Regions from separate parts of the Mus musculus genome. Here all the other regions are linked to region 6. The links are chromatin contacts, called in public HiChIP or PLAC-seq, Micro-C and promoter capture Hi-C maps. All regions are on one chromosome and are shown on one strand. The core of a region is the stretch at or near the end of the contact, and the rest is flanking DNA. Distances in the headings are between cores, read along the strand shown.

Evidence for each region. Promoter capture Hi-C pulls out the DNA fragments that hold promoters and counts their contacts. Hi-C and Micro-C count contacts between places; a contact is called where the count stands out from the background. HiChIP or PLAC-seq counts read pairs in DNA pulled down with a chosen protein or histone mark.
Region 1: a contact with region 6 is called in a promoter capture Hi-C map of hippocampal neurons, with 3 times the contacts expected there. The contact joins the enhancer-like site here to the promoter of Rcor3 in region 6. A contact is called at or near these places in 8 of 39 promoter capture datasets (the 3T3-L1 cell line, 3T3-L1-derived adipocytes, cranial neural crest and 5 more) and 5 of 115 datasets of contacts at active chromatin or transcription factors (bone marrow-derived macrophages, embryonic forebrain, embryonic stem cells and 2 more).
Region 2: a promoter capture Hi-C map of neural stem cells shows a contact between it and region 6. The contact joins the promoter of Sertad4 here to the promoter of Rcor3 in region 6. A contact is called at or near these places in 9 of 39 promoter capture datasets (the 3T3-L1 cell line, 3T3-L1-derived adipocytes, cranial neural crest and 6 more), 5 of 484 Hi-C or Micro-C datasets (the HL-1 cell line, embryonic stem cells and uterus), 13 of 115 datasets of contacts at active chromatin or transcription factors (astrocytes, bone marrow-derived macrophages, embryonic forebrain and 7 more) and 1 of 9 other capture datasets (adipose tissue).
Region 3: an H3K4me3 HiChIP or PLAC-seq map of bone marrow-derived macrophages shows a contact between it and region 6, with 4 times the contacts expected there. The contact joins the enhancer-like site here to the promoter of Rcor3 in region 6. A contact is called at or near these places in 5 of 39 promoter capture datasets (the C10 cell line, hippocampal neurons, liver and 1 more) and 8 of 115 datasets of contacts at active chromatin or transcription factors (bone marrow-derived macrophages, embryonic forebrain, embryonic hindbrain and 4 more).
Region 4: a contact with region 6 is called in an H3K4me3 HiChIP or PLAC-seq map of forebrain, with 2.9 times the contacts expected there. The contact joins the enhancer-like site here to the promoter of Rcor3 in region 6. A contact is called at or near these places in 3 of 39 promoter capture datasets (the 3T3-L1 cell line, stem cell-derived epiblast-like cells and trophoblast stem cells) and 10 of 115 datasets of contacts at active chromatin or transcription factors (the NIH/3T3 cell line, SST interneurons, T-cell acute lymphoblastic leukemia and 7 more).
Region 5: a contact with region 6 is called in a Micro-C map of embryonic stem cells, with 4 times the contacts expected there. The contact joins the promoter of D730003I15Rik here to the promoter of Rcor3 in region 6. A contact is called at or near these places in 2 of 39 promoter capture datasets (liver and pre-B cells), 3 of 484 Hi-C or Micro-C datasets (double positive thymocytes and embryonic stem cells), 2 of 115 datasets of contacts at active chromatin or transcription factors (astrocytes and effector CD8 T cells) and 1 of 9 other capture datasets (liver).
Region 7: a contact with region 6 is called in an H3K4me3 HiChIP or PLAC-seq map of embryonic stem cells, with 8 read pairs. The contact joins the promoter of Pacc1 here to the promoter of Rcor3 in region 6. A contact is called at or near these places in 10 of 39 promoter capture datasets (the HPC-7 cell line, embryonic stem cells, hematopoietic stem and progenitor cells and 5 more), 3 of 484 Hi-C or Micro-C datasets (the G1E-ER4 cell line, embryonic stem cells and regulatory T cells), 8 of 115 datasets of contacts at active chromatin or transcription factors (the SCID.adh cell line, astrocytes, embryonic basal ganglia and 5 more) and 2 of 9 other capture datasets (adipose tissue and embryonic stem cells).

Annotation. Positions count from the first base shown.
Region 1 is chr1:192,946,459-192,950,116 of GRCm38.p6, forward strand. All of the region lies in intron 4 of Syt14 (synaptotagmin XIV), which reads right to left. Among named protein-coding and RNA genes, the nearest start is that of Gm39746, 18 kb to the left of the region's middle. Within about 2 kb of position 1,528, at least 21 of the 459 cell types and tissues checked have an H3K27ac peak or open chromatin away from gene starts, as enhancers often do. A contact at or near this core is called in hippocampal neurons, where this site is marked.
Region 2 is chr1:192,853,393-192,857,006 of GRCm38.p6, forward strand. It overlaps Sertad4 (SERTA domain containing 4), which reads right to left and starts at 2,360. Exons shown (of 4, transcript NM_198247.2): 1 at 2,051-2,360. It overlaps Gm15867 (predicted gene 15867), which reads left to right and starts at 1,536. Exons shown (of 2, transcript NR_131748.1): 1 at 1,536-1,686; 2 at 2,623-3,464.
Region 3 is chr1:193,001,264-193,005,152 of GRCm38.p6, forward strand. The region is part of intron 2 of Syt14 (synaptotagmin XIV); the gene reads right to left. Among named protein-coding and RNA genes, the nearest start is that of Syt14, 33 kb to the right of the region's middle. Within about 2 kb of position 1,253, at least 22 of the 459 cell types and tissues checked have an H3K27ac peak or open chromatin away from gene starts, as enhancers often do. A contact at or near this core is called in bone marrow-derived macrophages, where this site is marked.
Region 4 is chr1:193,081,024-193,085,192 of GRCm38.p6, forward strand. The region is part of intron 3 of Gm31406 (a long non-coding RNA gene); the gene reads right to left. All of the region lies in intron 2 of Gm39747 (a long non-coding RNA gene), which reads left to right. Among named protein-coding and RNA genes, the nearest start is that of Gm31406, 13 kb to the right of the region's middle. Within about 2 kb of position 1,753, at least 18 of the 459 cell types and tissues checked have an H3K27ac peak or open chromatin away from gene starts, as enhancers often do. A contact at or near this core is called in SST interneurons, T-cell acute lymphoblastic leukemia and forebrain, where this site is marked.
Region 5 is chr1:191,222,039-191,226,095 of GRCm38.p6, forward strand. D730003I15Rik (RIKEN cDNA D730003I15 gene) reads left to right here and starts at 2,416. Exons shown (of 2, transcript NR_151547.1): 1 at 2,416-2,504; 2 at 3,171-3,649.
Region 6 is chr1:192,135,386-192,139,436 of GRCm38.p6, forward strand. Rcor3 (REST corepressor 3) reads right to left here and starts at 2,655. Exons shown (of 12, transcript NM_001346740.1): 1 at 2,354-2,655; 2 at 2,048-2,104. The coding sequence starts at 2,513. Gm10516 (predicted gene 10516) reads left to right here and starts at 1,513. Exons shown (of 4, transcript NR_033536.1): 1 at 1,513-1,676.
Region 7 is chr1:191,324,120-191,328,074 of GRCm38.p6, forward strand. Pacc1 (proton activated chloride channel 1) reads left to right here and starts at 1,783. Exons shown (of 8, transcript NM_025864.4): 1 at 1,783-1,957. The coding sequence starts at 1,922.

The DNA of each region.
Region 1 (3,658 bases), core at 278-2,777, 810 kb after region 6:
GAAACAAAGGTATTTTTTCACATCTGTTCCAAATAAAAGACAATTAATACTTTGCTTTAATAAAATTCAATTTTACTTGATCTAAATCATAAAATAAAAATCTGACAAATGACTGAATATGCAAGTTCACATTGTAACTGATATAAAACATACCAAAGACTAAATATGGAATCATCTTAAGCCCTACGGAGCATGTGTTTGGGTGAATGTGTGTTCAAAGACAGAATATTTTTTTGCTATAAGTAAATTGTTCATAAAATTTTATGCTTGTTATTACATAAAATGAAAAATAATGTTCTTAGGAAAAAAGCATGACTGTCCTGCCCTGTGAAATACACTTAGGTTTTATGCTGGATGAAATCAACAGTGTGACCTGTTGGAGGGTATACACTAATAAAGACAAAAAACGAGAGCAACAAACTAGCTCCTGCTCACTATAGTCACGAACGATGCGATTTCAATACTGCATCGGATGAAACAATGAAGTTCCATTTAGGTTTTATGTAAAAAGACTTAGACATTCTGAGGATTCTTTTTTCTTCATTTTTATAATACCAAATAAGCAGACATCTCAGAAATAGATGTTGAAACAGTAGCAATTTAGGGTTATGAAGCAGCTAAGTGCCTCACAATGTTGATGTAATACAGCAATTATAGATATTTGATATTCAGCAAAAGGCTTTGTTTCCTTGTTATTCATAAAAAAACTACACAATAAGAATATCTCTGTATTTTCAAAGAAAAGGGCTCAAATTTTATAAGGTCTTTGCATTAATGTTTGACCACTGAACTCAGCATTGAAATCTATTATTTTATAACTAAAAATAAAATGAAGAACTAGGAGGGGAAAGGTTGGAAAATGTTAGAATTTTGATTAGCAATCACAGCTGCACCAGAATTAGTTTCTATAGCAACAGGAAGAAATAATGTGTTGAACTGCAATGCAACACAAGATGATTCTTTATAGATTGCAACTCAAAAGAAAATCTTTGAAGAATTCTGTCTTAAAAGAGTTATTAATCTTTTATCCACCATAATTTTCTAAAAGAAAATAATCATTCCTGTCTACTTTTCCTAAATTATTTTAACTCATTCAAATTTAATATGCCCCAAAACTGATTGAAAATGTAATATACCTCAACAGTTAATAATTTGGGCAACTGTCTCATTTGCATTTAAAATAAAACTGCACGCAACCATTGCTAGACCCCTAAGATGGTGTTTTATTTCCTTGACAGTTCAGTCCCTGCCAGGAAAGGCTAAAGGGTACTGCTCTGAATAAATGATGGTTCTGTGGTGACATTGGAATGACAAGCAAACCCTGCATTTTCATCAGTAAGAGGCTAGGTCTCCCTTCCATCAGTGGGCACCCTCATGTCCACAGTGTGATTAAGACAGGGCCCGCTGTGAGCACTCCCTGTTCCTCTCCTCTCCATCTTCTGAGCTCAAAAGTGTCTGTTCCTAACAGTGTATGGTATTATCTCATGGCACCTCCTCTACTTCTACCCAGCTTTGGCAACTAATTAAAAGTGTATGCTTGAACCCTTCATGTCCTTTGCCCTTTTAATGAGACCCTTTACCATGGCTCCAGCCTCTGTGTTCCAGAGCAGCTTGGGAGTTACTATGGAAACCAGTGACAAGCATTCTCCCCAGCTGCTTTCTGTGTCTCATCAGACATAAGAAAACTGACGTGGCACCAATCAAGTCATCCAGACACTACGAATTTTTAATTCTCTTGCTATTTATCTTTTAAAATAATATATTATATATATCCTTTAAATTAACCAAATCATCAAGCTAGTAATATTATTATTTTTTAAATTTGAAAAAAGATCAGAGTAGAAAATATGGGCTGTTATTATTAAGGCTTTAAAGTATAAGCATTAAAATAATATTTTATATTTAGAATAAAATCTGAGATTCGATAAATTTCAGAAGTAAAAACTTCTACCTCTATTAAAGTTAACATCCCATAGGTACAGTCATGTGGCTGGGACACATATCATAAGACAGCTATATGTATGAATGGACACAGTTGGCTCAGGGCTAGGTACTAGCTTGTAACAAAACATATCACTACAAAACAGAATAAATTTTTTTTGTGTTATTAGGCAAAATTGTCAGTAAAAATTATTTGGTCTATGTCAGAAATAATCTCATTCCATCTTCTACTTCCCTCTTTAGCAAACTAACAATAAAATATTTCTATTTAAAACCTCATAATACCTAGAGAGCTGAAGGGGACTGAAACCCCATAGAAGGAACATCAATATGAACTAACCAGTACCCTCAGAGCTCCTTGGAACTATACCACCAATCAAAGAAAACACATGGTGGAACTTGTGGCTCAAGCTGTATATGTAGCAAAGGATGGCCTAGTCGGTCATCAATGGGAGCAGAGGCCCTTGGTCCTGTGAAGGCTCTATGCCTCAGTATAGGGGAATGCCAGGACCAGGAATGGGAGTGGGTGGGTTGGTGAGCAGGGGGTGGGGGTGGGGGTATTTTCAGAGGGGAAACTAGGAAAGGGGATAACATTTGAAATGTAAATAAAGAAAATATCTAATAAAAAAGAAGAAAAAAAATAAAACCTGATACCAAGAATAAGATTTTTTTATGATAAAAAAATAATTGGTATTAAACTTGGCTTGTACATTTTTTTGTTTGCATTTTTCTTTTGTCTGAAAGTCTTTTTAAAATGTCAACATGACAGCATAGAAGGTAAGGCAAAATATCCTAAATTTATTTTTGAAGACAAATGAACACATATTTTCTTAAATTTGCCATAGTTTAAGCTCTTATGTGACTAAAGAACTTACAATTGCAACACAGCAAAAACAAACAGAAATACCTAAGCATACACAAAGCCAAGGGTTAGGTGGGAACAGTGGCTAAGGTAAAGTGCTGCCTTGCTATAAAAGCATGAGGATCCTTAGCATCCATGTAAAAATGTCAAGTGCAGCAACCCTGTGCTGGGGAGGCTGCGACAGGAGGATCCCTGGGCTTCCGGACCAGCCAGGCTCACCCAATCTGTAAGTTCCAGGTTCAGGGAGAGACCTTATCTCAAGTAATAAGGTGATGAGTGATTGAGGAAGGCATCCATACTGATTTCTGTCTCAACACACACACGCACGCGCACACGCATACGCACACGCACACACATCCAAGTCCCTTCTACTTACACACACTGAAACATATACAGACTCATGTACACAGAAAAAATACAAAGTTTCAGTTTGACACTATATATTCCACAGAGGTGCCAAGCCCCCTCTTAATGCCTTAGATTTCCCCCTGACACACACAGAGAGCATCTTCATCGAGAGATCTATCAAATTACTGAAAAGAAACCGTAAGAATAATGGTATCAGACTACCCAACCTGAATGAGAATTACTTGAGCCAAAAATAATGTTATCTCCTAAATTCTTATCAGGACCCACAAGTAATGTTTAATTACTTTTTCTCTATTTCAGAAAATTGTATAGAGAAAGTCTGGAAAAATACGTAAATCCAAGGTTCCTTACTGAATTGACAAGCAGAGAAGACTAAGCCACATACACAAAGCAGGTACTAGGAAGAGTGCTTGGGGAGTCAGAGAAGGGGTCTGTGCTAATCAGCCCCACATGACTTCAGTGGCCTAAGTGTGCCCCACTGAATAG
Region 2 (3,614 bases), core at 1,110-3,609, 720 kb after region 6:
CATCATTATGCATTTGAACTTGAAACGTGGCGGGATAGTTTTTAGTGTGGTTGTTTCTTTTGTTTATAACATCTAATTTCTTCAAGTTTTTCTTTTTCAGGTTGAAAACTGCTACATGCAAGATCTTAATGGGAGAGGCAGGGTTCTGCAAGTGATTTATTTAAGCTGGAATAAACCATGAATGAGCTGGAACTACTTGGGAGGGGGGAGGAGAATCTGCAATTGAGCCTTCCTGGTCTATTTGGAACTCACACTGTTGTTAACCAATTAGGGAGGCAAGTGTGGTCTTCTTGAGACGCTGGACTATTTACAGCACCCATGTTTAGCATGGATCCTCTGTTATGGAGTCCAGGAATCCAAGTTCACAAATTTATACTGTTAATATGGAAAACAGCCACAATGATGTATACTACGGAGATCTTGTTGTTTTAGTATCAGAAATTAGTTAAAACGGAGAGCGTTAGCACCCAAGCTTGTGGCCCTCAGGCTCCTGTGAGACTGTTTGGTCACTGAGGTGATAGTGTGGAATGGCCCCTCCAGCACCCTCTCAAGGCTAAGTGTGAGAGTTTTCACTGAGTGCTCTTCAGAGTGCATTTCTATACAATTTGGTTTTCCTGAATGAAGCCATTCTGGCTGCTATGGCTCAGGGTGCCGGGAATCTAACAGGGGCTACTGGACATAAAGCAGCACGACAGAAGGAGTATCCTTCTTCCTCCTGACATTGGGAATTGCAGAGCATTTTATATAAGGTGCCTCTAAGCTGCTGGAAGACAGAGTCCAACCCTGGACTGCATGGGGTGACCGCTGCAATCCAGAGAACTGCAGTGTTCTGTCCTGGAGAGCCAAATGACTTCCCCACCCACGGTCTCCAGGCGGTCCCAGGCAGAAGCTCAACAGTTTGGCTGGTTCAACCAATGGTGGAGGGAGGGGCTGGGTGGGAAGAACAAAACCCTTCAACGCTCCAAACCTGACAGGTGTCGGGTTTTTTTTTGTTTTGTTTTTTTTTCAGGTCCTTGTGGTGCCCCGGGAAGTGCAATGGCCAGCTGCAGTCCCAGGAGGCTAAGAGTTCTCTGTCGGTGTTGGGGGTTGGGAATGCAGGTGTGTGTGTGTGGGGGGGGGGACGGACACGACTAAGGAGGTCAGAGGTTTCCCACTGGGAGCTTTGGGGTTAGCATTCTCAGTCCAGGCCCTAGGAGGGGTACAGGGGTGTGACGGGTCCCTTATCCAGGGTCTCAAACAGACGCACCCTGGAGACTGGTATCACTGCCCTTAAGCCCTTTTCTGGACCGAGGGCACCGTCCGGCTAGCCGCTGGCCGCAGGGAAAAGTAAACAGCCCAAGTGTCTGGGAACAAAGGCAAGTTGTCTTCCAAGGTGCTGGAGCCCAGTGCCTCTCCTGAAGAATAAGGGCTATCATTATTCGCTCTTTCTAAAAACCAAGTTTCCTTCTATGGGAAATACACGCCAAGGTGGGATTCCAAGGCTATGACTCACAGCGGCTGGCGGGGCCACACTCCAGCCCGCAGCTGCCCTGGTCCTTCGCCGAGCTGCTGCCGCCCGCGCGGTACGCGCCGCTGGAGCTAGGGGTGGACCTTGGTGCCCCGCTCCTGCGGCCCGGCACTCGGGAAAGTTGCGGGGCCGAGGAGACTGCTAGAGGCGGGGGCGTGGGCCTGGCAGCCCGCGGGGAGGTGAGCCGAGGACAGCGCCGCCCGCAGCCAGGAGCAGGGGCGGGCGCGGAGGTGGCGGGGGACACAAGGTGTCAGCTCCGGCAGCGGCGCCTTGTTCCGCGGAACGCGCATCCCTGCGCCCCGCAGGCCCTCCTCCCTACCCTCTTGGCCCCAGGCCGACCCTCCTGCTACCCGGGGAAACCCGACTCGCCGCCACGGGGTCTTCGCCCACCGCCCGGGTCGCCTCGTGCGCGCCGCAGCTCCCGGGAAGGGCGCGCGACCCCGGAGAGCGCGCGCCGCCCCCGCGCCCCGCTGTGTCCAGCTGCGCCCTAGCCCCACGCGCGACCCTCCCCGCCCCCGCGCGCCCTGGGGTCACGGCTCTTACCGCGCGCCCCGCGCTCCAGCCGCCGCCGTCCTCCGCGCGGCCGCCGCTGCCCACGCGCCTCCCGGGCCCAGTCGGCGTGGCCGGGTACGCGGCGGCCGAGGTCCCCGCAGGTCCCGCCGCCGCCGCCGCAGACGGTTATGGAAATGAGCCGATGTGTCTGGCGAGGAGCGCGAGAAACCCGTCAATCCTGTTTGCCATTTCCCCGCGGATTTCCGAGCCTGGCTCTGCTGGATGCCCCCGGGGCGAGAGGGAACCTGACAAGCGCGCTCCCCGCCTCCCTCCGCTCTGCCAGATCGCGGGGCGCCGCGCCCCCGCCCGCCCTGCCTCCGCCCCCGCTCCGCCTCCGCCCTCGGGGCCGCGCGGGCCGCTCCCGCCCGCAGCCCGGACCCCACGCGCGCAGCCCGCGGGAGGCAGGGGCTGCAACGCACGAAGCGTTCATCGCAACCTGCCCAGACGTCTTGTCTATTTTTTAGATTTTGCTTTAGTTTTCTTATTGTGTGTGCGTGTGATTTGAAAAAAAAAATCTGTGCCTTTCCCACCCCTTACTAAAGACTTTCTTCCCCTCTGTACAGCACACGGAGATGAGAAACAGATGTCAGAGCTGGACTGAGCCTTTGCGCTCCCCCGCCCGCTCGATCCCTTCCCCAGCAGCCTGGGTGTAACAAGGCAGCACTCATCCTGCGGCCACGTGAACTGGCAGCTACTGGGTGCGGATCCCCGTGGGGGAAACCTACAAGAAAAACAAACAGACAAACAAACAAAAACTAATAAAGAAGCTTGCCCTTGGTGGAAAGGCTGTGACAGGAGCTCAAGTCATTTTATTTTATAAATAGTGATTTCCCCCCCCTCTTCTTGTAGTGGATTCTATTGGAGTTAGTTTTTGTGTGGATTTTTATTGTTTTGTTTTTGAGACTGGGTCTCACTGTGTAGACCAGGCTGGACTTGAACTTTTAGAGATCCGTATGTCTCTGTCTACCAAGTGCCACCAAGCATGGCTGGGTTTTTCTTTAAAAGCAAAACAAACAAACCGCAAACACATTGATTCATAACTGCTGTCTGGGTCCCTCTGTCATGAAGAGGTCACTTCTGGTGCAAAGAAGGAAGAGGTTTAGAGAGGTAGACCGTAACAAAGCGCGGGTGGGGGAAGGGAGGCACCTGTGCAAAGTGTTAAGAACTGCTACTATGCCAGATGCGCTGAATGTGACACAGTTCTTTATAGCAGTGATCCTCCCGCCTGCAAGATCCAGGCCTCTGACTGCCTGGTCGCTGCGAATCCAGGAGGCGCACAGACTGCAAACCAGGGGGAGAGGATCAGCGCCTGCAGATTGAGCTCCATCTGATTTGCATGTTTATTTCCTAGAATTGTAATTAAATTTGTGTAATAAATGTTTTCCATTTCATTTGTACACTCAAAATTTGGGTGACTGACATGCAGCTAAGTGAATTTCCTTTTTTTTATTTTATGAAGTAAATGTGCCTTATTCAATAAAGTAGCAAATATTAACCATCGTCAGGACTAATCTATTTAGAAAGTGTTTCTATTGAACTCTGTGCATCAAAGACA
Region 3 (3,889 bases), core at 3-2,502, 860 kb after region 6:
TAAAACTTATGCAGACTAAAGGTAATGTCACATGTCCAGCAGATGGCTTTCCTAAGGTAAACCTGGGGCAAAGCTTCCTGTGTGAACACATTCATTACTAATAAACCTACAAGAACTTCTAATTTTTAATTCTCTGGTTTCTCTGTCCTTTCTCCTTACCTAAATTTCATCCAATTGTCTTCTCTAATGTAGGACTCTCATTTTCTGGGTATTTTCCAGTCTCTATTCTAAAAGCTCTGCTCCAGAAGACCCCATTCTGGTCATTCCTTTCTCTAGGTCCAATTAAGAGTCTCAAAGATCAGATGCATCCCGGTACCCAATAATGCTGTAACATCAGAGGAAATACATGAAACAGCACCACCTAGGACACTGAACAGAGGAAATGAGGGCAATGATCACTCAACGGAGATAACAGTATGCTGCAATTCCAAAAGCGTCTTGTCTGGAGAGAAGACAGTACTGTAGTGCACAGAGTGGAGTGACCTGGAAGCACATTGACTTTTCTGAGCTGAAGAGATAAGAGAGTATGACACTCAAAGGAGGCTGAAGCACATATATCTGAGAATGGCCAGAAAAAAAGTTCTGCACATCATTGGGTGTTGCCAATAAGCCCAGCTCTTAGGAGGCTGATGCAGGATAACCACACTAATCTAGTCTAGCCAGCCTAAACCACTTAGTCTCAAAAACAGGCTGAGGCTATAGCTCAGTTGGTAATGTGCTTATCCTGAGTTCCAGCCTGATATTAATTGGAAATGGTGACTCATGCCTGTAATCCCAGAAGTAAGGAGATGAGGCAAGAGGACCAGAAGTTCAGGATCATGCATAGTGAGTTCAAGACCAGCCTGAGACACATGAAGCCCTGTCTCAAAAAAAGCAAACCAAAAAGAATAACCAAACCACCAACAACAACAATTACAAGGGGGTGGAGATTCAGCTCGGTAGTTAAAAGCAAGGACCCGCGCTCAGTTCACCGCATCCATTCTAATTATGCAGCGTACACTGCCTGTAACTCTAACTCCACTGGACCCAACACCATCTTCTAGATACCATGTATATACACATACTTTATATATTCACACAGACAAATGGGCATAAATAAAAATAAGTTTAAAAAGGAAACACAAAGCTATCTAGATGTGTGCACTGAGTAACAGATAATATATAGTACAGTGCTTCTTAGCACATACTATATAAAGAAACAGGAACCGGCTGGGAAAACAATTGCTTAAGTAGAGGAAAAGAGCTACTAACCAAATCTAGCACACAAGAAACAGTGACTACAGCAATGATTCAGAGTCTTAAGCAATCTCTCGCTCTTCTGATTAGTGTCTGAAAGCAGATTGCCTCAGAAAGTTAGGTTGTGTTAGTAAACATCTCATCGATGTGGCAAATTATCTGAAATAATCAACTAAAAGAAAGACAGGTCTACTCCGGCTCATAGTTTCAAAAGTCTCAGTCCATGGTCATGGTTGCCTGAGCATACTGCTACAAGCCTGCAGTGGCAAACACAGCTGGCCAGAATACATAGCAGAGGAGCCATGCTCACCTATGGCAGCTACGGATCAAAAAACAGACTCAGGTAGGGGTCAAAGTCTCACTATCTCCGTTACAGGCATGTTTGCAAGGATCTAACTTTTTCCCACTAGGCTCAATCCACAGAACCATAGGCTGGGGAATAAGCCTTTAATATGGGAGTTCTTGGAGGACAATTCTAATAAAATTATAGCAGACTATATTCAGATTTCATTTCCCATGGTTTCACGTAACTATGATTAGCAGCCTGTAGCATCAAACAACAATTTCAAGAAGTAAACAATTTCTAGGTTTCAATGGTACAGCACTGTAAGCAGCAGGATGAAGTTCAGTGTCACCGTCTGTAATGTCAGTCACCTCTCTTCAGTCAGAAACAACCCACAAAGAAGCACATATATACTGGTTTTTCAAAGGAATCTCAGTGTAGTCGGGGTAGCCTTTTTCAACAGTGAATGAAATCATCACTAACCATAGGCAAGAAAGTGAACTGTACTCCATGCACAAAAATTACTCAAAATAAATATCAAGATGAACTTTATGCATGCAAAAATAATAGGATTTTAAATCTTCATTCATTATAGCAATGAAATACATAACACATAATGGGAATAACAAAAATGTGTAAAGCTGTGGAGTGCTATCAGCACACACAGAAAACAAAAAAACTAACATGTTCTGAATGAAAAAGCAATACACTTAGAAATTCAACTACTTTTACCAAGATCCTCTCAGAACCAGGGAAGGGGACATAAACTGCACAAGAAGATGCTTGGCAAGATTATTTCAAAGGTCATCTGGGAAAATGGGCAGCCAGAAAGATATCAGCCCTAAGACCCAGAAGATTTACAGTATAAATGGGGAGCAAAGGCTATTCTGTAACTCTTCATTTTTCATTCTGACAGAAGCTAAGCTTCTGCACAGAGAGACTGTAAAGTTACGGCACACTTACACACTGCACTTACTGGCTCAGGAGGCTTACACTAATCACTGTCTCAAAAATTTATCATTTCTTTCCAATAAAAGCCAGGAATCGTGCTGCATGCTTATAATCCCCATACTGGGAAAGCAGAGACATGAAGGTCATAACTGAGGCCAGTCTGGCCCACAGAGTATGACCTCCAAAACCCAAAACACACAAAATACCTCACAGACAGATAACAACAGTTGGCTACACATGGAATCAGTTCTGTAAGGACTCAGAAATCCAATCTTGTTCAATACACTGGCAGGGACAGACCCTGAACCTCAGCCAGAGGAGGAGTTTGTCTGGTGAAGGATCAGTTTGTCAGAGTAGGCCAGGCAGATTTTGTTCTAGCAACAAAGTGTGGACCTGCTCCTTTTCAAAGCATGTTACAAAGCAGTGCACAGCAGATGGATGATGCAGATGGGTTGGAAAAGCTCAAGCAGGCTTCCAGGTTCTAAAGCTGGTCTACAGTTTCATTCCCCCGAACGCCTAGTGTCAAACACACAAAACTCACAACCTTTAGAGAAGGACAGAAGGGAAGGAAAAAAATGGTCCTTTCTGACAATAGTACTTCAGAGAGAGCAGAATGGGGTTGGGGAGCTGTGCAGTCACCAGCACCTTCCCTTCCCATTGTACTTTTACCTATGACTACTGCCTAGCCTGCACCCCACCTCGCCTGTCAGTGCTGGAAGAACCTGCAGCAGAGTCAATGGGTATTAGAAACAACAGTCACTGCAGGAGACTCTTTCTCTCTCTAGACTCACAACAGAAGTTCAAGGAACTGAGAATGAGAATCCATGCTCCTACTTTCTGTGAAACTGCAGATGAAAATGTCATTTTAATAATAGTAGCAAAAGCTTATTCTTTGCTAACATCACATCTCTATAAATTCACAACCTAATCAAAGTTCCTTGAACCAGGGTTTAAAAAAAAAAAAAAAAGGAAAGAAAGGGCTTAAAATACATTCCAACAGCTGGGCATGGTGGCACACACTCCCGGCACTTGAGAAGCAGGTGGAGCTCTGTGAGTTAGAAATCAACCTGCTCTATGTAGTGAGTGCCAAGTCTGCCAGGGCTACCTAGTGAGACTCTATCTTACAAAAATTCTTTTGACATTTTAATAGAACAGTTAGAAAAACCTGGTAGTCATTCCATATCTGTTATTTTTCCTTTTAGAAGTCATCAAGACACATTGACACAAAGATATTGGCCCTAAGGCTCGGAAATTTCAAAAACAGTATAAATAGGTAAAATGTTGTACTAAATTCTAGACTTTGCATTTTGACAGAAAGTCAAGCTTCTTCACAGAGACAGTGTGAAAATGTGGCATATTTACACACTCAACTCAGGAGCTTACAATATTGACTTTCTTGAAACTATGTCATTGCTTTCC
Region 4 (4,169 bases), core at 503-3,002, 940 kb after region 6:
CAGTGTGAGCAACCTAGCTCATCTCTGAAAACAACGGTTGATTTCATACCTGACCAAGAAGCAGGACACATCTTACTTGTCTATTAATGCAGGGATTCCTTCCTGTTGTCTTGTTAATCCTTCCTTGTTATCTCTGTGAACTTGACACAGTCTAGAGTCATTTGAGAAGGAAGCCTCAACTGAGGAACTGCCTGTATGTGACTGCCCATTGTGGGTAGCATCATTCCAGGGCAGGCGGCCCTGAGCTATGTAAGAAAGTTAGCCAAACAGGAGCCCAGGGAACCGGCCAGCAAGCCGAGTTCCTCTGCTTCCTGCTTATCCATTTGTCATCACAGACAGCCTGAGAAGTGCTAAGTTAACATGTGCAAAGCACTTAAAACAGCACTCAGTGCTTAATAAACATTAGCTAATAAGAATAATAACAGCACTAATTTCCAATAAAATCAACTTTCTGTCCCAAAGACATGTCCCTGAGATCTGTCTTCTATGCCATTTTAAGTTCGTCTTCAATTCTATTAAATCCTTTTACCACAGTATGAGTTATTAAGGAAAGTGCTGCTTGTGTCTGCCACCCATCAGTCAGATATCCTGAGATGCTGAATAACCTAACAGCCCGTCTGCCTCTGGTCTCAGGTGGATTATAGTCGGCATACTACACAGCTTTTCTGGCTGGGATTCTGCCCTAGAAGGTGGCCCATGTTTCTGCAAGTCCCAACTGCTGAGGGCCAGTCTCCCCCGACCTCAACATGCACACAAACACCTTGTGGTTGGTGGGCACTGCTTCCTCAACCCTGGCCTTCTCACGCCCCTCCCGGGAGAGGCCCAGCAGCTCTTGGCAGCCCAGGTATTCTTGGATCACTCTAGCCTTCCTCGGTGTCCCTCGCTGAGGAAGCAGAAGCCTGTGTGTCAAGTGCAGGAAACTCCTATGTGACAGAAATACAACAACGGAGACAGCGGAATCTCTCTCTGATCTTGCTGATTCCCTGTATGCTTTCATTTCACAAACAGATGAAAGAGACGACAGAATAAAACAGGAAAATCAACCCCATGCAAGAGGCCCCGAGCATCTGTCTGCCTACCTCCCTCTGACCTACTCCCTGCAACCTATTTTCTCTTCCCCCTCTTGAAGCAAGAACATTAGACTCCGGTACCACTGTCTTCTGAGGTGCCAGTGGTTTGAAGGTGGAAGGCAAGCAGGTCTTGCGTCTAGCTGTCACTATGCCCTCTGACTTCAGTGTCTTGTGGCTACTGTGATGCCCTCAGCAAAACTCACAGCCACATGGGTTGGGTTTAGCAATCGGACGGAGACCCAGTTGGGATCCAGGAGGCCAGCCTGACCTTCCAAGCCAGGTCCCAGACTGGAACAGTATTACACCAGCCTTCCCCAGAGCTCCTGGAAAGGCAGGCCCCACAGCTCACACCACTCCTCCTTATTCTGCTCCCAGGGAGGCCTCTCACCCACTTAATCATTCACATCATTAAAAAACTCTCTCTGCCCCAGAGGAAAGGGACTAGATTTCTTTGTTAAAATCTCATTAAAGTCCGCTTCAGCCTGTAATAATTTCCTAATAGATGGCAGTGCTATTCGGCTAAGATTGGGTTTTCTTTCATTTATTCTCGGGTCTCATAATTGTCTTATCTCCAAGGCATTTTGGTTGTCAGTGAAGTGTGACAGATGTTTCAGCCTGTGAGTTGCTAGCTGAGCTGAGCGTTTTATAATATCCGAGGAAGATGGTTCGTGCTCTGGCCTGCTTCCCTCCTCTTCTTTTGAAACTGCTTCCTATTCAGGTGTGTTGGGGGTGGGGGTAATTCCCCGGTACTCCTCTAGCTGGTGGTTTTCCTTAAGCCTCCCTGCCAAAGATCTCTCCTCTGGTTGCACCTGCACGAACCCCAAAGGCAAACAATTTAAATCAAAACAAAAGTGTTTTCTGAATGTGTACCCAAGTGGCAGCAATTATAGCCTTTTCAGAGACACGCAACAGTCTGTCTAGACTAGAGTATCAGGTTTGGGTGGAAATCCATAATATCACAGAGGTGTCCCCGGAGTGTGAACCACAGCCCACAGAAACGGGCCCTGGAAGTGATTTGTGGACTCCTGGGTTCCAGCTGGATGCAGAAGCACCTTTGGATTTAAGCCTAAGCAAGGGAGTACTTTGCCCCACTCAATAAAACGGAAAGCTTAGTAAGGCGGGAAGGAATGGTTGGTTATGTGTCCTCATTTGCCAGCTGCAATCGATCCGTTTCATCCACCAATCAAAATACGCAGATACTGAATTGCCCAGGTCACCTCTGCAACAGCCATGGGACAAAAACCTCCCTGATTTGACAGGAAAAAAAAAAAAAGGCAGTTCTGTAGATACTGTGCTATTAATAACATTTATACTCAAGCTGACTAACCACTCACTCAGTGTTGGTAATGTTTAAGACCTAAAATCTTACTTGGGTGCGATGGTGAGGCAGAAGGATAGGAAGCTTGGGCTACAAAGCAAAAACAAATCTCAGAAAATAAAACCCAACTGAAAGGCTGTAAGATCTTGTATTAATTCCTCTGTGTGTGTGTGCCCGTGTTTAGGCCAGATGCTGATGTCAAGCATCTTTCTTAATTATTCTTTATTTATTTATTTAGATTTATTTTATGTGTGTGAGTATACCGAGAACAGGGCATCAGATCCCATTTACAGATGGTTGTGAGCCACCGTGTGGTTGCTGGGAATTGAACTCAGGACCTCTGGAAGAGCAGTCAGTGCTCTTAACCACTGAGTCATCTCTCCAGCCCTATTTTCTACCTTATTTTTTGAGGGAAGGCCTCTCACTGACACCTGGGACTAGCTAATCATGGCAGCCTGACTGGCTAATGAGCCCCAACATATCCTTTCCCTCTCCCCTGTCCCTCCTCCTCAGTACTGGATTATAGGAGCAAGCCACCATGCCTGTTTTTAATGTGGTGCTGGGGATTTAACTCCAGTACTCGCCAAACATGGCAAGCACTCTGCAGATAAACTATGTGTGCTTTACTGATGAGCCATCTCCTCAGCCAGCCCCATATTCTGGCTTTTAAAATGAGTACCTTTTGGAGCCAGAGAGATGGGTCAGTGGTTAAGAGCACTTACTGCTCTTGCAAAAGTCCCATATTTGGTTCCCAGTATCCACATCAAGGTGTTCACAGACACCTATAACTCCAATTTCAGGGACTCTGGTGCCCTCTTTTGGCCTGTGCAGAAACCAGCATACATACAGATACCCACACATGCATACATAAATAAAATGAAAAGAAACTACCAAAGACAAGGTGCTAGAGAGATAGTTCAGCATTTAAGACTACTTGCTGCTCTCGCAAAGGCCCTGGGTTTGTTTCCCAACATCTGTATGGCAACTTACAATCATCTATAACTCCAGTTACAGGGGGCACAACACACTCTCCCGGCCTTCATAGGCACCTAGCATGCACATGGGGCACATACACATACATCCAGGTATAACGTTTGCATATACAGATGGAAAGTGAAGACACTAAAGGCTTACGATCTAACAACGGAAGCTGGCAGTGCCAACTCCAAGGGCTACCTCTCATTTAGTAAACTCTTGTGTTAGGTTAGCTTAAGAAAAGGAGAGCACACCTCTGGCGTGCCAGACTATCATGACAGTCCTCTCACTGGGAAGGGAGTTGAAGTGTTCTACCATTGCCACTGTGGTGCTGCCTCAGCGGTTACTGGGAGACAAGCTGTTTGCAGATGGTGACTTAACAGCACCGGCCAGTGAATGACAGAGAGCCATGCCAAAGGCAAATCATAGGAGGACGAAGAGATGTTCTGGCTGGGGCTGGGAGGTGGGCAGCTTCACCAGAGAAAAGGTTGGGCACTCAACAGACAGATACATCCTGATCCCTTCCCAGGATAAGCTAAGAAGACTGGATTGTGTGCTGAGGACAAAGGGTACCCACTCTCGTTGTGAATCGGGAGGGCGATAATCACATCTATATTTTGGGAACTCCCTGAGAGCATTTCTGTTGCTAAAACAGAATGTGCAGAGCTGGATCATTTATAAAGCAAAGAAGTTAAGGTGGGGGAGATGGCTCAGTGGGTAAAAAACCTACTGTACAAAGACAAGATCCTGAGTTTGAGCTCCCAGCACGTGTGTGGCAGTGATATCTGTAATCCTAGAACCGGGAT
Region 5 (4,057 bases), core at 1,166-3,665, 910 kb before region 6:
TCCAGCTCAGCCAGTGACTTCTGAGTTTCACCATGCTGGATCCAGGGAGTGCTGTTGACTCTTGGGTCCTGGGCCATACTCTCCACTCCTGTGGGAGAGTGTGCCTACTGCTCAGGTCTGCAGTGTGCCTGGTGCTTTGTGTCACCAAGTGAGTCACCCATGTGGTTGGGAATGGTCCAAGGACTCCTGCTCTTTGCCTGCTGGGGCTGTTTGCCGGAGAGCACAATCCTTCCACATTAGTGGTGGTGTTTGCGTTTATGACTCGTCCTGACATTTAATGGAGTGGAGCTTCTGGGGTGGGGAGTGAGAGCTGGAAGCTCAGAAAATCAAACGCTGCTATGATGACACCAGATCTCAGTTACTGCAGATTTAAAAACAGCAGTGGACCTCATAGTGCCATTCTGTGGGGAAAATCACCCTCTGGGTCACCTGTCTGGAAGTTGGGTGGAAGAGAGAAGATGGGAGAGATGGCAGTCCCCAGAACCCTTTCTCGAGTTCTTCCTATGTTCACGCCACGACGTTTTATGTCACATATCTGACCTCTGACAGTTTGCAGGCTCATTCGTACCCATTGCCCTACCTGGGTCTTTTTTTTTTTAAGTTGTTTTTCTGATCCCCCCCCTTTTTAATTATTTTCTTTTGTTAACATACAAAGAAATGGGTTCCATTGTGATGTGTTTATACACAGGCCCTAATACTTTCTTATTCTCCTCTTGACTGCCCTCTAAGCCTCATACCACTTACTGCTCCTCCTTCCCCTCAAACAGTCCTTCCTTCTGCACCCAGTTCTGCCTTCTTTCCTCTCCGGCTGCTTTGACTGCACTTCATCCCGAGCTCCTCCCCTTTTTGATTTAGAAGTTTAGGTTATATGTGTCTATGTCCGTATAGGTAGGTATGTGCAGGAGTGCAGTGTCTCCAGAGGCCAGAGGGTGTTGGATCCCTAGTATCTGTAAGGAGCTAATGTGCTGGAAATTGACTCTAGTCCTCTGCAGGAGCAGGTCTTTCTTGTAACTGCGGAGCCATGTCTCCAGCCTCCATAGTGTCCTCTCTGCTTTCATGTCACACATATACATGCATATACAGATTTAAATCTAGATTCTGCATATGACAGAAAGCATGCTATACTTTCCCCAAGTGTGGCTTAGGTCACTTAACACAATGATTTCCAGTTCCATCCATTTTTCCTACAGCAATTTTCATTCTTTGCTAGCAAAATTCAATTGCTGGGGCCAGAAGATGGCTCAGCAGATAAAGACTTCAATAATCCTCAGACCCGGAGTTCATTCCCTACAACCTACCTGGTGGAAGGAACGAACCAACCTGCTCTCTGATCTCCACAGATACACTGTAGCACTTGCTCCCATACTCACCCACATACATGTAAATAAATAATTTTTAAAATCCCATACATGTATACATATAGAACGCATGTTCTTTAACCATGTATCTGTTGATTGCCATCTGGGTTAGTTCTTTATTTAGCTATTGTGAATAGTGCAGCAATAAACTTGGGTGTATTGGTGTCTTTGTGATGTGCTGACTTAGAATTCCTCCGGATTTATCAATTTGTATGTGTGCGCGTGCATGTGCTTGTGCACGCGAACTGCTTAAGACCCTCTATTCCTCACAGGCCACAAGATCTCAGGCAGGTGATCTCCCCTGAATGAAAGTAAGAAAGCTCACTGCAGGTGCCTGCACCAAGAAGTGGCTGCCCTGCAGTCTTTTCCTGGGCACCTGGGGCTGCCTGGGCTTTCTCCATCTCCTGGTGGGCACAAAGATGTTTGACCACAGACTCCACGTATCGGAGCAAAACCGAAATCACAGAAGCATGATGGACAGGAGACAGGGCAGGTCACACAGGTATGGAGACTAAGGACAGGAATGGTTAGCTTCTAAATGTCCACGCTGAGGACTTCCCGTGTGTCTGGCGTGAGTAGCCAGAAGACGGACTGTGACCACCTGCCATTGTCCCACTGGGCTCCCTTCCCACAGTGCGACCTCTCCGAAACTGTTCTTGGCATGACCGTGACCACAGTGGATGGCTCAGGACTGAGAAGCAAGGCCTGCCTCGGGCAGCTCTGGCCCTAATGGGCCAGCCCAGGTCTCTTAAGCACAGCCTCTCCAGTTCCAGAAAACTCATGGGTAGGCTCCACAGGGCTGGGCCCTAGGTCAGCCAAACTTTAGCACGAAAAAAATGAAAATTCTGGAGCCAGCCCTATGGCAATGATTAAGAGCTTGACGATGGTCAGCTCTGTGACCTGGACAGCATACTTTTTGTTTGAGGTGACCGAACGGGTGCAGTGCGAGCTACGGCCCCTTTAAGACAGCGAAACTCGAACTTTCTATCCCGGCTTCTCGGCAGCGCGCTTACGTCACAGCGTTCTCCGTGAAGGGGCGGGGCTGATGACTCACGCAGTCGGGCCTCCGCCCTTCCGGGCCGCGCGCACGTGAGCGCGCCGCTCCGCCTGTCTAATTTTAGCTCTGAGGTGTCAGGGTCGTGCGAGGTGAGGCGGCGGGGTCGCAACGGGCTCGGGTGGGGTCCTCACGTGACTCCGTGAGGCGGCATGCTCAGGTGGGGGTTCCCCTCAGGACTGGGGGGCCGGAGTCACGTGAGGTGAGGCGGGTCGTGATGGGTTTGGGTAAGGGTCCCCTCGCGACGAGGATGGGGTTGCATGAGGTGAGGCGGCAAGCCCTGGTCCTCTTGGTGAGCGGGGTCTTCAGGTCACGTGAAGTGACTGCACAAGGTCTCCACAGCTCGGACACGGGACCCCTCAGGAGTGGGTCGCCAGGTTCATCTGAGGTGAGGCGTTGTGTGGGGTGTCCTCTCCGGGTCACGTAGGTGCACCCGTGGGGTCAGTCGGCAGAGCCCGGGGCAGCTGAGCCCGACTGTGTGGACAGCCCTTGCACTGCAGGTCCAGAGCGATGTCAGTCAGAGAGGTGTGGCATCTGGGTCTGTGGGCCACACCTCTTTCAACCGAAGCAAGTTCTAGAAAGTCCCCTGGTGGGTGAAACTTATCAGAGTTCAAGTTTAGGTAGTGTTGGGTTGTAATGAAAACTTGTGAAGAGCGAGAGTAAACGTGGTGGCTGACCCTGCGACCAGCTGAGGAGACCCTGGCCCGGGGTCTTACTAAGGGGCTTCCGATCTCTGTATCTTCCCTGCTGAACTCAAGATGGTTTCCTGCATGTCTGTGAGGAGTGGAGGAGGACATGTCTGTCATCCAGAGTAACCGGGTCAAGGATGTGTGGTTAGATTGGAAAGGAAGACATCTGCTTGCATCAGCTCAACTTTGAAGACAGGGGGTGCACTGACCCCCACCCTCTCTCCCATCTCACATGAGGATGACCAGAGAGGGTTGGTGTTCGAGATTTGCCATAATGTGTGGGATCAGGAACCAGATAAAAGTTTAGTGTTGAAGAAATGAATGCCAGGCACCTTGTAAAATTGGCACCGCAGCCCTGTCATCAGAAAGTGAGCTGTTCTTTTGACACACAGAGTTGTTTGCCATGTCACAGTGACCTGCATTCTGTTAGTGAGGGAGCCTCAGGTTTCACATGGGTTGTCTCTGTATAAGCTGTAAAATGATAGCCTCTGGCCTTTATGGTATTGGGAAACTTGAAGTGTTTAATGATAAAAGTGGTTTCTAATGGTTGAGTGCTTCAGTTTCTTCTTTCCAACCCCCTATCCCCACTTTTTAAAAGAAAGGTTAATCGTGGAGAATGTGACAAGAATGAGAGAATCTGGTGTGTTCTTTCGTTTGCATTCCAAAAATAAATACAACCCTTCTGAGTTCATATGCAAACATGGATGTGCAAACATTTTAGAACTTTAGTCCCTGTAATTATCCACCTCTAACCAGTTTAAAGGACCTGAAGGTTGGGCTGGAAAGATGACTTAGCAGTTAAGAGCACTGGCTGCTCTTCCAGAGGACCACATGGCAACTCACAGCTGTCTGTAACCCCTGTTCCAGGGGACCAACTCCCTCATACATGCAGGCAAAACACAATGTACATAAAATAAAAATATTAGAAAAGACTTGAAGATTAAAATCCAGTATTG
Region 6 (4,051 bases), core at 1,405-3,904:
AATGGCAAATGCTTTTCACTGTATCCGTGGACGACACTGCTAATCAGAAGTAAGTGCATCTAAGGAACGTTAGGTTTATCCCTATTCTATTGATTACAGTCAGAGTAAATAAATTGGAAATTTTAATTCAAAGCTAATAATACTAATTGGGGTTTTGTCACCTCTCACAAACATTCTAGGTAGCTGGAACAAGCAAAACTGATAAAAATAATCAGTTAGGTTAGTTAACCAAACAATGTCACCTAAGACCACCTAAATAGATTAACTATTTTTCCTAGTTTAAAATTGTTGCATGAACTGTATTTTAAAATGACAAATGCTAAAACACATACAAGCCCCTAACCAACTGCACATAGCTAGGAGACAAATATTGACCGAGATCTACCTAATGGGGCAAAAGATAGGTGTGCTTATGACATAATTCGGCTGCTGGGTTCCATCGGGAAATGACTTCAGCAATATTTTAAAAAATTGAGTAGCAACGAGAGCTCCAAATCGTTCTTCATAATTATGAAATCTAATCTTTACTGAGTAACTGCCATATGCCTAGTCATTTAATCCTGGCAAGAATTCCATGCAATGGTTTTTTACAGCTAGGAAAATTGAAGCTCAGAGAAGGCCAGTGACTTGCTCAGAAGACAAAAACAAGAGAGCTGGGAATTAAATGCAGCCTATCCTTCAGTGAACATGTCTTCTTTCCGATGTCAAACTAAGCCCTGAAGCACAGCCATAAAGTGAAGGAACCCACCTACTAGCTAGCTATGCCAACAAGAAAAATACGACTACAAGAAGCCCACCACGGCACACACCGATAGTCTTCTAATAAAATATCCCAACAGCTGTGTCGCTTTGAAGGTAACCCCCAAATCTGATGAGCACTCTGGTATCATGTACTGAAGGAAACTGTCCTAATTATGCTTGTAACGGTTACCCTTCTCCTTTCAGAGAGGGGATACTACCTACTTGGTAAGTCCTAATGGGGAGAAGGATGGAAGCCCCCTAGCATACCTAAACTAAACGGACATGACTGCTTTCCTTGTGAAATTACAAGTGAGTCCTCTGCAACACCAACTACAACTCCAGCGTCGGACTCGGGCAGTGCGGTTAAGAATGAGCTCTAGACAAAAACTGACTGCAGGAAAAGTGGGAGGGCAGTTCAGGCAGGGAAGGGCAGAGCCCACCCAGTGGCAAGTCTGGCTGGGTTAGAGCAGCCGAGCACTCCAGGCCCAGAGGCTCCAGCAAGGGCGCCTCCATATGCGGAACTCTCGCCCAATCCCTGAGCAGCCTGACATCCCGTGACAGCCGGGGAGCCTGTTTGGAGAAAAGTAGAGAGGGAGCCCGCAAGCTGCGCTGGCGGAGGGCGCTGGAACCTGGCTGTTCCGGAGAAAATGTCTCCTTGGCAGCTGCTGCCGCTGTCCTGTGGTCTGGCTTCCCCGGGCTGGGTCGGCGCGCGGGGAGGGGTTGGGGGCGACCGGGGCGGTGTCGGGCACGGGCGTTTCCCCGCCCAGGTCCACACCGCCTCGGCAGAAAGAAAAACCAGGATCCCGTGTGCGCCGGGGTCGCAGGGCTCGCCCTTGGCTCGGGCTAATGACAGCAGGCGGTTGCCAAGCGTGGCCCTGCGGAGCCTGGCTGAGCCCCGGGTTCCCAGGGCGGGTCGGAGTGGCATCTGACCTGGGGTAGGTTCATGCACACACAGATCGCACGCCCTCTCCTGCAGCCCTTGGTTTTGCAGTCCCCACGCCCCGGGCCTCGGACCCGCGACCTCCGTGCGAAGCCACCAGCGTGCAAGTGCCGCGGGAGGGAACCATGTTCACCTTGCCATGCACACATCTACCCCCACGCCCTGTGTCACTGCCCAGCCGAGCCTGCCAGCCTCCCCGCCCGCGATGCCCTGCCCTGCCCTGCCCTGCCCTGGCCTCTCCTGGTGCGCCCCACACTCAACACCACGTAACTCCCTCCCATCCCGACGCCGGCCACCCCAGAGCAAGCCTGGGGGAAAAAAAAAGAGAGAGAGAGATGGGGTTTTCCTGTGAGCAAATATATCTACCTGGATCGAATTCAGGGATCCGAGCTTGGTATTCAGCTCCGACTCTCATCCCAACATCTGCAAAGCAATGCCAAGATATATGGTAAAATGGTAATAAATAAGGAGAGGAGAGGGGAAGGGCAAGGCAGAGACTCTCCAGCCGCGGGAGCGCGGGCGAGGCCGTGGCCGGGTGGGGGCGGGGAGGCGCGGGTCGCGGGCTGCGGCGGCACCGGGAGTTCCGGCGGCCGCGGCTCGGCTCCGAGGGGGAGGAGGGCGCGGGGAAGGGGGCCGGGCGGACGGGCGGGGGCGGGGAGCGCGGCGAGGTACCCCCGTGCTCGTCGTCGCTGCTGCAGCCGCTCTCGGGCTCCGAGAAGTGCAGCCCGCCGTTGGCCGAGGAGCCGCCGCCTCCCGCCGGGCTCTTGGCGCCGCCGTTGGCCGATCGGCTCTTCCCCAGTAACTCGGGCCCTTTCTCCATCATGCCGGGCATGGTAGAGGAGGGGGAGAGGTGGCGTCAGGGAAGGGGGAGACGGCTGGCGGGCGCGGGCGGGAGCGCGGAGGAGGAGGAGGAGGTGTTAATATGGAGCCGCCATCACCGCCCCGGTCGAGCCGTAGCGCAGTCGCCCCACACCGGCCCGCCCCGGCCCCGCCTCCCTCCCCTCCCCCGCCGCCGCCGCCCCGCGCCGTGCCACCCGGCCGAGCGCCCCTCGTGGCCGCGCGCTCCTCACTGGGCGGCCGCGATCACTCCGCCCTAGGGAGGTTCCGGCCGCGGGGCGGAGAGACCAGAGGGCCGGGACCCCGCGCGTCCCCAGCCGGCCGGTTCCCGGGCGCTCGAGGGCCGGGAGACGATGTGGAGGCCCCGGAGGCGGCATGGAGGGCGGGGAGGCGGCCTCTGCCCTGTCTCAGCTGAAGGAATTTGGCCTGCTGAGGCGGGGCCGCGGGGCGGGAGCTGCTCCCGTGACCGGGAACCCGGGATGGCGGTCTCAGGAGCTGCTCCGGTGAGGAGCGGCGGGGATGGCGGCCTTTGACAGGAGCTATGAGGATGGCGGCCTTGGACCGGAGCAGCTCCGGTGACGCGGGCAGGGGTTGGCGGCCTCAGACAGGAGCTGCTCCCGCGAGGTGCGCCCCGGGGTAGGAGCTGGGTCCTCCGGTTGGAGGCAGGATCGGTTCACTCCGGAATGAGACCGGCCCTAAAGACCTGGCGAGGCAGCTCCTCTCTGCTGTGAGGTCCGAGAGGGACTGAAAGGGCAGTATTTCCACTTGGCTCTTTCCCTTTTGCTGTCTAAGAAGCGAATGCCACGAGTGGGGAAATAAATAACCGAACTCTACCTTCCCCGGGCCAGTGCTATCTGGGTCGACACTGCCTGGGGTGGTGGCTCAGAGCAATTCTGGAGAGGGTGGAGAGAGAAGTGCTCTGCAGAGAGGTGCTGCTGCTGCAGAGAAAGGTGAGGCCAGCTGCCTTCTGGCAGTTTGCACCCAGTTGAAGATTGGCTGGACTGTATTTCTTCCCCAGATTTAAGGATATTTGCTTATGACATACTGTCTGGGCAAGGAGGACGATTTGTGTCTCAGGAGTAAAGGGGGGGGGGAGTTGCTTAATATACAGATGTGTGTCCTGCAGAATTTGGGGGTAACAGTAAAATTACCTTGAAGGTTAAAACTGTTCTTTGGAATTCTGTTACTGAGAAATAACAGACCTACTCAAGAATTCAGCCAAGAAAACTCTGGGATACAAGAATTAGGCCGGTCATCTGTCTAAAGGAGGGAGTATTTTGTCCGGGTGGAGAAACAGTACTGGTACTGGAAATAGTTGATTTTTAGCTCTATATGTGTCCATTAATTTTTGAACCACAACTCAACCTCCCCTCCCGTTTTATTTTTTGAGACAGGATTTCTATGTGTACTTCTGGCTGTCCTGGAACTCACAGAGATCCGCTTGCCTCTGTCTTCTGAGTGCTGGGAGTAAAGAGCTGCACCACCACACCTAGCATCGGTTCCTTTTTTTAAAAAACACATTGCTGAAGGATA
Region 7 (3,955 bases), core at 533-3,032, 810 kb before region 6:
TTCACCTTACAGTTTAAAAATCTATCACCCAGGGAAGTCCGGGCAGGAGCTGATGTAGAGGCCATGGAGGAGTGCTGCTTACTGGCTTACTCCTCATGGCTTGCTCAGCCTGCTTTCTTATTGCACCCAGGACCATCAGCCCAGGCAGGGTGGCACTGCCCAAGTGAGCCGGGCCCTCCCACATCTATCACCAACCAAGAAAATGCACCACAGGCTTGCCCACCGGCCAATACAGTGGAGTCAGTTTTTTAATTGACTTTCACTCCTCCAAAGTTGTGTCCAGTTGACATAAAACCAGCTGGTACAATAACATTCATTAAATGAGATGTAAACTGGTATTCCATTAATGAACTTACCCAGAATTCGTTAGGTACCTACATGGTATTAAGCGCTACACATACTGACTGTCTATAGCTGCTTCCCAAAGTTTTGGCAACCATCAAGTGCGCATTTGTCTACATTCTGGCCCATTTAATAGATGGAAGAGCAGAGGACCAGGTGGCAGGGCAGGGAAGAGTGGTGGTAAGACACAAAGAGAGGAGCCCACTTCTCCCTGGCACACTTTGATAAAAATGTTAAACTTTTACCAGAGATCTGCTAAGTTCTTAAGTCTTCCTTCCGATGCTCATTCTGACATATAAGCAAGAGCTTTTACCAGATGAGGCAATTGGATGCCATGACCAATATTAGGCTGGAACCCCTGCTCACCCCCTGCACAAGGTAGGGAAACCACGCCTGCTCTCCTTCCCCAACCCTGCCCCCACAGAGACACCCTACCGCCACTCCTGTCTGCTTGGAGAAAACTCCTGGCTAACACATCATCACTCCTGTCTCCCTGTTTCCAGCATCCCACCAAGAGTGCCCACCCAGGGGCTTAGGTTTTGACCATGTATGGACACAAGACTAGCTCCTAGCTGGCAGGTCATCACTCCTTGCCTAAAACCTATAAAACTGCCTTGCTTTATTCTAGGAGTGGGACTTTGCTGACCCCCACCTGTGAGATTGGTGAACCCTCCTGAGAGCTGCCAGCTAATAAACCCGTCTTTATCTATTTTTAATCTGGCCTATATCTGTGTCACTGAGAGAGAGAAAATGTCTATCAACCAAGAGCAGATCCTGCTGGGCTCCACCTTCTGCCCTGGCTGTCTTACATAGACTCAGATAGCCAGCTGACTACCTCATGGCGGTACCAGCCACAGGTACTTACACACACTCTACAGGAACCTTAGTAAACTATACAACTATTGCAACCCATTGCTTGGCTCTGGAAGGTGCAACCTGAGCCAGGGTTGTTTCACACAGTCCATATCGACTGCTGGCTGTCACAAGCCTTGTTGAACTCTAGAATTTTGTTATTCCTTTCTCAGATGAAATAACTTCTCGATCATCACTCTCTCCCTATCCTTACTGACAGAAGGTATCCTCATTACCTCAGTGTACTAATCTGTAAAATAGAGAGAGAGAAAAAAAGTTTCCTTTGCAGGATTCCTTGAAGGATCAAGACGTAAGCGTACGGAGAGCTTGGTACACAAAGGGCTCTTTGGACATTTATTGTCATTATAAACCGCAAGGCCCAGTTTCCTCTCCCCTTACTGGGCGCTCCGACTGGCCTTTGTGCCATGCTGCACTCAGGCACTCCATTTTTCTGCCTGTAACAAAGAGAGGAAGTGCGAGGCTATTGCTTGCCTCTCTAGCGGGAGGTTGAGCCCAGCTGGTGCTTTCCCCACCGCTCCCGGCACCTAGAACTACAACTCCCAGCGTCGCCCGCGGCGGCAGCAAAAGATGCGCATGCGTTGAGCGCCGCCACGCCTGGTCTTGGGCGGTAGACTAGAGCGGGTCTTGCTTAGTAGAGCGGGCACATCTTGGAGCTCGCGCCTCCTGCGGCGTCGCGGTCCCTGGTGAGCCGTAGAGGGCCAGTGCCATGATCCGACAAGAACTCTCCACGTCCTACCAGGAGGTGCGGACCGGACGGGCGCGGAGGGCGGGCAGGGCGCCGCGACCCCGGTGCAGGTGGATGATTGGCACTCCGTGGCATGCGGGCTCTGCAGCAGGTGGAGCCCCTGCGTGGTCCCGGCACGCGGGGATAACAAGGGACCCTGGAGTCTGGCTGTGGGGAACGCGTGTGGCCAGCAGCTCCTCGGCAGCTCCTCGCCTTCCCCAGAACCCCAGCAGCCCTTTGTCTGTCGCCCGAACCTCCCGCTTCCCTTCGCAGAGCCGCGCTGGCTCCGGGCCCCTTCTGTTCCTCTGGTGTGGGGCTTCCCCGGCTCTGCCCTGCCTGGGTGTCTTTCCGCGACGCCGCATCCTTAGCCGTCAGCCACCACTGTCCAGGTTTGCTCGAGGCCGTGCAGCCGCCCCATGCCGTTAGACCTTGTCCAACCGGAGCAGCCCAACCTTAGCTTGTCTCCATGTCCGTCTCCACCCACGGAGGCCCTGGCCACACTGGAAACTCACACTCTCCAAACGAGTTAGCAGCGTGCTGAACTCAGCGCCCTGGGGTCACTGATGATCCCGGGTGAATACCAGGATGCAGACAGCTCTTGCTTCTGCGGAGTTTTGGGGTACTAGCTTCAGAGGACCGCAGTGTAGCAGAGCTTATAAGATAATGTATTGAAATACAGGCTGTTGTCCTGTTCGCAGAGCAAGGCCACAAGTAGATAGATTCAGGTGCTCACTGGAATCGTGCCTAATGGTAGAAGGCGTTAAAGAGGCCCCGCCTCCCTTTGCGTTCTTCAGATCTGTTTGAAGTCCCAAGAAGACTGGCTTGCATCTTTCTTGCCCGGGTTGTTTTGAGAGCGGACCTAATGAAATTAGGTATTTGCTGAGGTTCCGCTCTAGAAAGGAGCTTTCTGAGAAGTTTGGCCTGGGATAGGCAAAGGCTTGTGCTGGCTGCTGAGTATCAAGAAGGCGATTGGAGGGACGGGGATTGCCACTATACCTGGGTTCTTGGGACCACTGTCCCTCTTGAGTTTTGTTTTGTTTTGTTGTTGTTGTTTTGGTTTTTTTTTCTTTTATGTAAATCATCTAGGGTAAATGTGAAAGATCTCTGAGGGCTGGGGGTGTCTGTAGCCGAGATGGTTCAGTACTTGCTTAGTACTAGGAGGTAGAGGCTGAAGGCCCAGAAATTCGAGGTCATTCTCCACTATAGTGAGTTTGAAGCCAGCCTGGATTACATGAGACCCTGTCTCTGAGTGGAGAAAAGGTACCTTTTCATGTGATATCCCGATGAGCCTGGGCTGGACCCCTGCAAACCACGGGGTTCACCTGCCTAAAATGATGGGACACTGATCCCGGACTTTGCTTTCTCAGCAGCAAGATTTCTCCCGTCTGACAGGTCATGTGAGAAGACTGCTGAGCTAGATTGCGGTTGCCTGGTACCTGGACATCTGTCGCCCCTGCTTTGCCATTTGCACCCACATCTGTGGGCTTTAGTGTCCCACGGAGACACCAGTTTTGCTGTTGTCAGTTTTTTTTCTCTGAGTGGACTCTAAGCCACATTTCCTCTTCCTCTAGGAAGTGGTTAGGACCGTGGGCTTTGGAATGAGACCAAGGTGGCGTGATTTCTGTTTCACTAACTGACTGTGGCTCTGGGAGATGCTGAAGGGTGACTCCAGTACTTGTCCTGTTTGGACTCGGAACTAGAGTCACTTTGGGTTATTGCACAATGACAAGCGTTGGGCTCTGAATCGATCATTATGATTGTCCTTAAAGATGTACCCCAAGGGGGTGCACACTGCAGGGGACCCTGTAAAAATGGAGGCAGGGGTTAGACATCAGGCACAGCTACCAATAGCCCTGAGAATGCCAGGGTAATCAGCAGAAGCTAGGAGACAGGCTGGGAATACAGGTCTCCCTCACTGCTCATCGAGCCAGCCCTGCTAAATCCTTTCCTGTAGTTTCCCAGGAAACTTCTGTGAGAGAAGACAGAGGACTTGGTCTCACACATCCTGTGTCATGT